Regions from separate parts of the Mus musculus genome. Here regions 1 and 2 are each linked to region 3. The links are chromatin contacts, called in public Hi-C and HiChIP or PLAC-seq maps. All regions are on one chromosome and are shown on one strand. The core of a region is the stretch at or near the end of the contact, and the rest is flanking DNA. Distances in the headings are between cores, read along the strand shown.

Region 1 (3,444 bases), core at 545-3,044, 340 kb after region 3:
TACCAAAAACTTCAGGTTGTAGTGGATATTTTCAGGTAGGTACATTAACCGAGTCCTCAGCAGATTCCCCAGAAGGGAAGTTAGAGAACTCATCTTTATGCCCCTGGTGTCTAGGATGAGGGCTGGGCACACAGGAATCAGCAGTATCTGGTTGAATGGATGAATAAAGAGGAAGAAACTGAAGACAGTGCCTCATTCACACATGACCATCAGCTGAACTATGGGATAGCAGGCAATGCAGGCAAGAGCAAAGCCCCTAAGACTGCAAAAGACACTGTAGCCTTTGGTGATATGTGAAATATCTTGGGAAAATACATTATTGCTACAAACTGTCTTCACTTCTTGTCATATAGAGATGAAAAGAACAGTTCTCCAGGCTGGGGCCAGAATCACACAGGAAGATGTGGCCAGCAAACCAAAATTCCACTGGAGGAAAATGTCTAAATGTGGCAAATATGTTAGAAGACCTTCCCCATGGTCACAGGGCTCTAAAGGACATTTCCCTATTTTCTGAAACAGAACTTATTTCCTTTAAAGTATAACAGAGACTTGCCTGTTTTCTACCATTGGATATTATTTCTTTACTTCTTTTTCTGTGATGGGGACTGAACCTATGGTCTTGTCCATGCTAAGATGTGCTCCGTTGATGAGGTGTTTCCCAATCCCTCTCTTCTCTGCCTTCTTTTTACGACGCCCTGCTCACACCTATTACTGTTCTTTTTCTCTTCTTCTTTGCTCTATAGCCACACAAGTCTCTTATATAGCAGCTGTTACTGTCACCAAAAATGGTGTCCATTTCTGATGTTTCCAGAGAGGCAAAACCCACACAGTATTCTGATTGCCACACATGGAAGGATGTGTCAAAAGGTTATCTTAAAATTAATTTGGAGGCAGGGTCTCATTTAGCCCAAGGCTGGCCTCAGACTTGCTGTGTAGTTAAGTATGACTTTGAAGTTCTGACCATTCTGCCTCTAATCCACTACTCTTGAAACAGGTGTGTGCTGGGAACACAGGTGTGTGCTGGGAACACAGGTGTGTGCTGGGAACACAGGTGTATGCTGGGATCACAGGTGTGTGCTGGGAACACAGGTGTGTGCTGGGAACACAGGTGTATGCTGGGATCACAGGTGTATGCTGGGATCACAGGTGTGTGCTGGGAACACAGACTCTATCTTCACTGGTGCCGAACGTTTCCCCCTCCGTTCTGTGGTTAATAAAGGGAAGACTTTAGGAATATGTTTTAATATTAAAAAAAACTGTTATATAAAATATTAGTAACTGGGTCTTCTATATGAAAAATGTTAACGCCACCCTCATTAAATTATTGACCAAGGCCCACACGGGCATATTACATAGATAAAATCTGTAAGTGGAAGTTCCTGACTTGGGATCAAGCATCCACGTGTCCTATTAAACAAGTCCTATGTGGAAGCATCTAGACCCCTGGGTGCATTGCAGTGTGACTTTGATCATGGCCTCGAAATCCAGGGCCTCTGAAGCTATTGCTGGAGGGTTCTCACACTAAGACAAGACTGGTCCTTGCATGTGTGCTCTGAAACACTCACGGTTACCCCAGAATGACTGATTCAGTTAGATAGTTTCTTCCCAAGCCACATATCACAAGCTCACCACAAACAACTCCCCCGCCCCTCCCCATGTTTTCAAATGCCATATAAATAAAATCACTTAGATGGCTTTAAAAAATGGTGTCCACAACTATAATGTGGTTGAAATATGATAATGTAATAATGTATAATGTAGGGAAATAAGGGGCTTAGGAATGCTTGATATTGCAAACTAAAGGGGAAGATCAGTCACTTCCCCTTACAGATGGCTCATCATCCATGTCCTCTGTCCTTAGGGCACTGAGTTTTCCTGTCACAGGATTGGAATTCTCTTCACACATTCATGATGGGGGTGCAGGGCTAGCCTATCCACTGGGGTAAGAATCAAGACAGGGCTTTCTTCGTGCACCTGACAGCAAGGCTTCTCTTTCCCAGGCTAGTCCCGGCTTCTGTCTTCCACCTGTGGGAGAATCCCAAGGCTCATTTTTTTTTCATTTTACTCTGAGATAGGAGGGCTAGCCTCAGCTCATCTTCCACTAACATATTGTACTCTGTTGTAATTGAAAGTATATGAGATTCTAATATATGTCCCCTAAGAATGACTGGCTCTTACATACACTAAGGGGCAAGGTAAAAGGATAAGGCAGCTCCCCCCCAACTTCTTTTCTTTTCTTGATCTTTTTCCCTGGTGTTATTGAAAATATTGAAGAGTGCTTATTTATGAAGAATAGCTATGAGATTATGTTTGATATGCAGCTGTGAAAGAAGGAAAAACTTAACACCTTAGACCTGAGGGGTCAAATGAGAACCAGGAAGAAAGGAAGCAGGCAGGGTAAGCCATAGCTGCCCAGGAACTAGTTGTCTACGTGTGTGTGTGTGTGTGTGTGTGTGTGTGTGTTGTGAATACATACATGTATGCACTTATGTGTGTGTATGGATGAGTGTGCATGCATGTGTGTGATGTGAATGCATGTGTGTGTGTGCATGTGTATGGTGTGAATACATGCATGTGTGTGGTGTGAATGCATGCATACATATATATACATGGGGGGTGTATGTGAATGCATGTGTGCACGCATGCATGTGTGTGTATATGTGTGTGCATGAATGTGGAGGCTAGAGGTCCATACAGGCAGGGTGTTTCCTCAATTGCTCATCACCATATTTGAGGGGACAGGGTCTCTCACTGATTTGGCTAGCCTGATTCTGGCCTTTGGGCTCCAGAATCTCCGCCTGAGTTTCCCCAGTGCTGGGATCATGCATCCACGCCCCTATGCTCAGCTTTGTTTGTGGATGCTGCAGGTTCAAGCTAGTGTTTTCAAACTCACATGATAAGCTCTTTACTGACTGAGCCATATCTCCACACCCCAGGCTTGCACCACACTGAACTTTCCAGTACTGTTACACAGGCGTCCCTTAGTGACCATGCCATGGGCTGAACAAAGCTGGAAAGGGCACCTGGAGGGACTGCTGTGGTTAGGACTTCTGCAGAGAGCACCGAGGACTGAGCTTACCTAAGGAGTCCGCTCAGAAAGAATGCCATGGAGAACCTGTCTTTGAAAGACCCTGTCTCCATTCATAGGACGCTCCCCTTTCAGAGCATCTCTGGGTAAGCTTGGAGCCATAACACCAGGGCTGTTCCTACAGGAAAACCAAGCACCAAAGCTGCTGGCCAAAGAACTTTAAAAATATGCTTTCTGTATATGTTAAAGAAGGCTACATTTCCTACTGTATCAAAATATATAAAACTGGGGCCATATTATTAAAGCAAATATCCTAAAACATTTAGAATATTTGCAATGATATGTGTAGGAAGTGAGGCTGAGATTAAACAGGCAGCCCGCGCATGAACGGTTTTGCTGATTCAGATCTCTAGGCA
Region 2 (3,526 bases), core at 703-3,202, 270 kb after region 3:
ATCTATGACCTCACATGCAGCAAGTCTAAAATCAAGGCTCTTGTCTTCACTAGCTCATCAGGGTAAACTAGCAAGATCTATGCAGTCAGTCCCACTGGCCTCCTTTGAGGCTATCATACTTAGCACTTAAGAGGAGGGCGTGTCTCACAGGGGTTTTCATCAGGCTCTTCTTGCTCATAAGCTGGTTGGAATAGAATTCTCTTTGAGTTTGGAAGAGAACTAGAAAGGTTTTTCTTAGTTCCCTTTTTCAATTTTCTCCCCAGTGTTAAAATCTCCTCTCTTAAAAAGGCCTGAGGCAAAGAGCAATACTCAAATGTGTCAGCCACTCTGTGGCCACCCTTGCCAGATGTCTCTGCAGTGTTCTGAACACCTCCCATGACACAGAATTCATGCTATGGGCAGCTGGCTATGTCCTTCTGTCTGTTCGTTAAATGTTAGTGTTAAGAATTCAAGAGTTTAAAAGTTTGCTGTGTTCAGACCTGGGACGTCTGCATCCTTCCCCTTCACAGGCCCTAACTTCTGTTTTAATTCCCACCAATATTTAAATAGGAGGGAGGGAGGGAGGAAGGGAGGGAGGGAGGGAGGGAGGGAGGAGGAGAGGGAGGGGGAAAGGGAGAGAAGGAGTGGAGAGGAGAAGGAGAGAAAGAGGAGGGGGAAGAATAGAGGGAGAGAGGGAGAGGGGGAGAGGGGGGAGAGGGGGAGGGAGAGGGAGAGAGACTGAGACTCTTAATCTCCCTTGTGAGAATGAGCACCATAACTATTTTAGTATATAAACTTTCAGACTTCTCCTACTCATGCATATTAACAGAAGAATACATTTTTATACGAAGAGATCAAACCATTTAGTAGTTTGTTTTTGCTTAATATTATGGAGTTCTTAATTTCAATAAATACAGCATATCATGATGGCCAAACAGTATAACATTTTAAGACTGATACATAGATATAATATGCATATATCCACATATATAACATATATGTATGTATGTATCTCCTAAAACCATATCCTAATTTACTCTTATTATCATTAGTGCCATTTTTTGGCAAACATAACCAGCAATCTGATGAATGTCCTTGTAAGTGTGATTTCTGCACCAAAAGGTATATAAAATGTATATTTTTTAAACCCCTATGCATGTTCTTTTTTTTCCTTTTAAAGCCTTTGAATTAGCAAAACCCATTGATGAGTTCATCAAACTGCTGTGTGGCTGCACACAGAATCTCCAGTGGACAGCAGGAATTTATACAGCACTCACAGTGCTGAATGCTAAGAATATAGCCACCTCCAGGCCTGGCGCCATCCCCTGTCCAGTACTGAGCTGGGAAGAAGGGCAGGGCTAAGCAAGGGTGCACACTTCCTCTAAACTTGTTAGTTCTCAGATGCTTTCGTCATTCCCATCATTCTAACGGCTTCTCTCTGTCACACCTTTGCTTTGACTCCCTCCAGGGTCTGAGTGGACACTGAACTTGTCCAGTGAAAAGCGTAACGTAAGCTAAACAAGATGACACCAAGAGTGTGTTTAGAGCTGTCAGGGGCTCCATGCAACTTATGTAAATGTCAGCTTTCTCACAGAAATTATGAGGGTTGACATCGAACCCTCCAATTCTATTAGGGTGGCCCAAGTGACGATAGAAAGAAACTCACAGGCATTTTCCATGCATTAAAAAGCCACCCCAGCACCATGTGCAAGACCAAGGTAACAAACGCCCAGAAAAAGTGCAACAAGATACAGGAAACAAATACTCCACTGTTTTTCTAACTAACAGAATCAGGAAAGGGGCCAAAGGGAGTGGGAGGTTTCCAGTTCTTCCCGTCTCTTTTTATCTAGTCGTTCTGTGAGAACCCTGTGCAGAGCTAAAACTCTGAGAGAAACTCTACTTCTGGCCAGAACAGGCTCTGTGGTCTGCAGGGTGTGGAAGGAGTCTCTGTGGTATGTATGCCATGCAAGTTCACAGGAACCCAGAGACGCTGAGTGCAGGGAAGAGAAGTGCAGGTGGGAGGGGCTGTGAGTCCTCGGCACAGCATCCAGCTATGGATCTAAGGGTTAAGGAGTGTCTACTCTACTGCATCAAAGTCTACCTCAGTAAAAAATAGACTGAAGGGAGGAGACTGGTAACATAGTTAAACAAGTTCTCATTCAATCAGGATAGCAGAGAAACCTTCAGGAGGTTATACTATATACTGAGGACACACGGACGTGGGGAATCATGTTCCAATAATATAGCATGCACAGTTAGGTTGGTCAGTAGGTCTGTTACTTAGCTGAATCCTGCCAATCACTGCTGTGCCACTGAATCTCTATCCTCGACTAGGGAAGGCCAACATTAGAGAACAGCATGACCCTGGACATGAAAATGACAATAGTTCTGGAAGTTTCCTTCAGGATCACAACTCCAAAGTGCACCACAAATCTTTAGGAGACCCAAGATGCTGCAGCATTTCCAAACCCACATTAAAGGGGGAAATGTAAACTGGGTGGTTTACATTTAATCCCAGCACTCAGGAGGCAAAGGCAGGCAGAGTTCGAGGCCAGCCGGGGCTACAAAGTGAGTTCTAGGGCACCCAGGGCTACACAGAGAAACCCTGTCTCACCCAAAAAAAGAAAAAAAAATTATAAAATGTAGCTATGATTGCATTCAACTGGCTCTTTATCATTAGAAGTAACGACAATTCATGCCAGGAATGTGGATCTGTGAGGAGGTATTTTCAAGTACAAGCCTGAAGCCTTGTCATCAGAACTGAGTGGGAATCAAACTGGTTGAGTCTGCTAAAAGCAACACACACACACACACACACACACACACACACACCATACACACATATACACTCAGACACAGACACACGGACATTTCACACACACATATACAGACACACCACTCAGACATGGACACAGACATACACAGACACACACAGAGACCCACAATGAGGTAGGCCACAGCAGTTGGCCAGAGTCAGACACGGTGCTGAAACATAACACACACATTTCACCTTTAAGTGAATGTTGGATTTGAGATCTACGGTTAAAGGCAGGCCAACTCTTGGATGACCAGACTGACAGCTGTATGAACGGGAGCTGCGTGAGCAATCGTGTCTCCGTTATACCAGAGTGCATACCTTCTCAGCACCCCGTGTCAGAAATAAATAATTTTGTTAAAGTTACCCCTAAATGAGGTGGGCTTAAAGATGCTTGAAACTATGAAGAGCTAAGGCATTAGGAATTATGAGCAAAGGAGTGCTTGCCTGAGAGAACACATCAATTCTCATGAAAAGACTTAAATATATTTCTTTCTTTCCTCTAAATAATTAATCAATAGATACCCTCCCCCACCACCACCAAGAAAAACTTAAAGCTAAAACAGCCACAAGATATGGCAGCTCATGCCTTTAACCTTAGCCCTGGGGAGGCTGAGGTAAGAGGACTACCATGAGTTCAAGGTCAGCCTGGGCTAGCCAAGATCTTACCTCAAAACACCCAGAAATCAAACAAGCATAAATGCCAGATTTCAATAAAACAAAGATTTCTAT
Region 3 (3,366 bases), core at 814-3,313:
AACTCTTGACCCTTCTGCATCTACCTCCTAGGTGCTAGAATTACAGTCATGTACTACATCACCACACCTGCTAGTGCTAACATACACATTTTCAAATGTTATTTTCTATGCATCAAGCATAGTGGTATGATTCATGCTTTAGAAGACTGAATGTTGTTTGTTTCCTGGAGGAATAAAAGGGGCTATGGGTAGATGCTGCAAGAAGAATCCAGCGATTTAAGCAGGAGGAACTAACTCCCAAAACCCAGTCTTAAGAGACATAATCTGAAAGTGCTAATAGCATGCTGTATAATAATGCCGTGGTGAAAACAGGATTTTGCTTACTGAATAAACAACAAATCCACCAGATGGGGCTCTAATATTCTTTTGGACCAGTGACTGAAAAGTAAGTATTTCCTGCTATCTTTAGAGGAAAAAATATGCATATAACCATATTAACCTCCAAGAGAATCTTCCTGAAATAGGATTATGGTCTCCAGCAAGCATCGTCATTGTGTTTAATGTCTTCTGAGTCCCAGGGGGACATTTAGAAAGAAAGTGGCCAATTTGCTGAAAAAAAAAAAAACTGAGGCACCCAGAACAGCACAGTTCAATTACCCCTGAGCTGGGTCCTTTGTGGGCCCCACTTTAAGGAAATCGAGACGTATTTATGAACAAATGGCTGCCTTATTGCCAGTGTGTTCTTCCATCTTTGGATTTACTGACGCTATTTAAAATGTGAATTGCTTGAGATGAGGTGACATCATTGTTAAACCTGCCACAGCTGCAGAAACTCTCTCTCTGTCCAGTTATTTGGATGAGCTGTGCATCACGGTAAGGACGTGGGTTCTCCGTGGGATACATTTTGCTTCTGCTTTCCTAGGAGTTTCAGGTTAGATTTCTGAAGCAGGGCCCCCTTCCTGGACTCTATCCTTATGACTCACAACTGCTGTTCAACCTGGAACGGATGCCAGCTGGGAATTATAGAGCTGAGTTTTAACACAGAGTGGGCGTGTTGGCCAGGCTTTGGTCAACTTGTCACATGCTAGAGTCATCTGGGGAGGGGAACCCTCAATTGAGGACATACCCTCATCAGAATGGCCCATAGGCAAGCCTGTAAGGTGTTTTATTGATTACTGATAGATGTGGGAATATTTAGCCCATTACGAGTGGCGCTGTTCTGGGCAGGTGGTTGGTTCTGGGTTCCATAAGGAAGCAAACAGAGCAAGCTACCGGGAGCAGACCAGTAAGCAACGCCGTTCCACAGACTCTGCTTCCGGACCTATCTCCAGGTTCCTGCCTTAACTTCTCCTGATGATGGACCAGCAAGTCAAACAAATCCTTCCCTCCCCAGGTTGGTTATGGTGTTTCATCACAGAAACAGAAAGCAACTGAGGCAACAGGTTGGGGACTGAGTCAGGTTTCCTAATATGACATTGTCTAATGGAGCCCAGAGCTAGATTAGGCCAGGTAGCTCTCTGCGTCCCAGGATGGCAGTCAAGACACATCACCACTAAGGGCCACAGGAGTAAATGCTGACTCTCTCACAGAACGCTTTGAAATATTGGCTCACCAACCAAAGGGCACACACGGGCTGGTCTGAGGCCCTAGCACTTAAGTAACAGAGGGTTGCCACTTCTGGTCTCAATCAATCAGAGAGAATGCACCTAATTCTGCAGAGACTTGATGTGTCTGGATTATGGGATGCAGGATGGGGGCTGTCCTCTAAGAGACAACATTTGAGGGAAGGAAGGCAACATTTGAGATGTAATTAATTAATTAATTAATTAAGAAGAGAAATATTAGCTCATTTTGTCTTGCAGCTGACTTTGCTCCAACCACACACGTTGTCTGAACACATCAGGCTTTCTCCAGTCTGAGTAGTTCTATGTAGGAGTCTATTCTCAGGCCACTGCTTGCTTCTTTCAGGCATTTGCTGAAATTTCACTTCCTCATTGAGGTGTTCCTTTGCCACGTGGTTGAAAGCGGTCATGTGACCAGCTATGGAACTGGGCGTGCTCTCCTTTCTCACTGGTGGCCAGCAAGCCCCAGCGGTCCTGTCTTCACTCCCCACAGCGCTGGGGTTAGAGTTGTACGCAGCCACCTCCAGCATTTATACGGATGCCGGGATCCAAACCTGACTGTGTGGCAACTGCTCTGACCTACTGAGCCATCTCTTCAGCCTCGTCGCTTCTGATCCCCAAGCAATTGTTTCTTAACTAGCTCAGAACTGTCACTGTCATAGTTTCGATGTATTTATTCATCCATCAGCCATCAGCTGAAAGTCTAGAAGCAGGGCGTTGTGCTCTCTAATGGAAACAGTCACTTATTTATTATCTCAACTGCAAATGCTTTTATGCACATTTAACAAAGTTGCTTTGTTTAACTCATGGCAAATGATAGTAATGTGAAACTAAGAATTTGCAGAAAAGACCCGAGACATTCTACCAGTGTGTCAGCAAAGGCACTGAGCTGGTTTGTTAATCCGGTTTTGTTTCACTTCACTAAAACGCTGCAGATTTCTGGACCTCACTGAGTCACAGTTAAATAAATGGTGAAGGACACCAGTGGGAAAACAAACCAACCCCGTGGTTCACCCAGTCTCCCCTGTTGCTGCAAGGGCGCTGGCCTGGCTTGGTCACCTGACAGTCACAGGCCATGCCTGCCCAGTCCTTGAGCATGTCTCATTGCACTTTTTTCTAAAATATTGATCTGTTTGAATCTGTTTTCACCATTCGAGCTCCAGGAAGAGAAAGCGCATGAATGTCTCTCTCTGTGTGTCTGTGTATGTGTGTGCATGTGTGTGTATGTATGTATGTATGTATGTATGTATGTATATATGTATGTTTATGTATGTGTAAGCATGTGCATGTGTGTGTGTTTGTGTGTGTGCACTTGGGGAGGTCAGAGGACAACTTGTGGGAGTTGTTTCTTTCCCCCACTGTGAGTTTGGGGGTCAAATCTGGATGTCAGGCATGTGCTTTTATTTACTGAGACATCTTGCCAGGCCCTAGAACTATTTTATTTTATTTTTTAGTATTTTTAGAAATTATCACACTGTTTTCCTCAGAGGTCAAACAATTTTACGTTCCTGCTCTCAGTGTAAAAGGGTTCCAATTTCTTCACATCATCTCTAATATTTGTTTTATTTATTTTGGACAGTAGTTTTAAATTTTATTTTGGTTTTAGAGATCCTACTGATAGGAGTTGTTACTGAGATATGCATAAATATGTGTAAAAGTATATGAATTAATTTCATTCTAAAGCAATTGTAAAATATATACTTTTGTAAGTATAAATATGTGAATTAATATTAAATTCTGGTAAAGGAGATCTTAGCAAGTGCATTCTCAACTAGTACACATTGTATTCTTGGTATACAGAGGA

What was found. Hi-C and Micro-C count contacts between places; a contact is called where the count stands out from the background. HiChIP or PLAC-seq counts read pairs in DNA pulled down with a chosen protein or histone mark.
Region 1: an H3K4me3 HiChIP or PLAC-seq map of bone marrow-derived macrophages shows a contact between it and region 3, with 8 times the contacts expected there. The contact joins two enhancer-like sites. A contact is called at or near these places in 8 of 484 Hi-C or Micro-C datasets (bone marrow-derived macrophages, cerebral cortex, cortical neurons and 3 more), 1 of 115 datasets of contacts at active chromatin or transcription factors (bone marrow-derived macrophages) and 1 of 9 other capture datasets (bone marrow-derived macrophages).
Region 2: a contact with region 3 is called in a Hi-C map of bone marrow-derived macrophages, with 21 read pairs. The contact joins two enhancer-like sites. A contact is called at or near these places in 5 of 39 promoter capture datasets (the 3T3-L1 cell line, hippocampal neurons, liver and 1 more), 12 of 484 Hi-C or Micro-C datasets (the STO cell line, adipose-derived mesenchymal stem cells, bone marrow-derived macrophages and 8 more) and 8 of 115 datasets of contacts at active chromatin or transcription factors (bone marrow-derived dendritic cells, bone marrow-derived macrophages, embryonic basal ganglia and 4 more).

Annotation. Positions count from the first base shown.
Region 1 is chr14:120,419,866-120,423,309 of GRCm38.p6, reverse strand. All of the region lies in intron 7 of Mbnl2 (muscleblind like splicing factor 2), which reads right to left. Among named protein-coding and RNA genes, the nearest start is that of Gm26679, 33 kb to the right of the region's middle. Within about 2 kb of position 1,794, at least 2 of the 459 cell types and tissues checked have an H3K27ac peak or open chromatin away from gene starts, as enhancers often do. A contact at or near this core is called in bone marrow-derived macrophages, where this site is marked.
Region 2 is chr14:120,494,842-120,498,367 of GRCm38.p6, reverse strand. The region is part of intron 1 of Rap2a (RAS related protein 2a); the gene reads right to left. Among named protein-coding and RNA genes, the nearest start is that of Rap2a, 18 kb to the right of the region's middle. Within about 2 kb of position 1,952, at least 44 of the 459 cell types and tissues checked have an H3K27ac peak or open chromatin away from gene starts, as enhancers often do. A contact at or near this core is called in bone marrow-derived macrophages and microglia, where this site is marked.
Region 3 is chr14:120,761,563-120,764,928 of GRCm38.p6, reverse strand. Gm41253 (a long non-coding RNA gene) reads left to right here. Exons shown (of 6, transcript XR_874981.1): 6 at 1,909-2,818. Among named protein-coding and RNA genes, the nearest start is that of Gm25781, 36 kb to the left of the region's middle. Within about 2 kb of position 2,063, at least 61 of the 459 cell types and tissues checked have an H3K27ac peak or open chromatin away from gene starts, as enhancers often do. A contact at or near this core is called in bone marrow-derived macrophages and microglia, where this site is marked.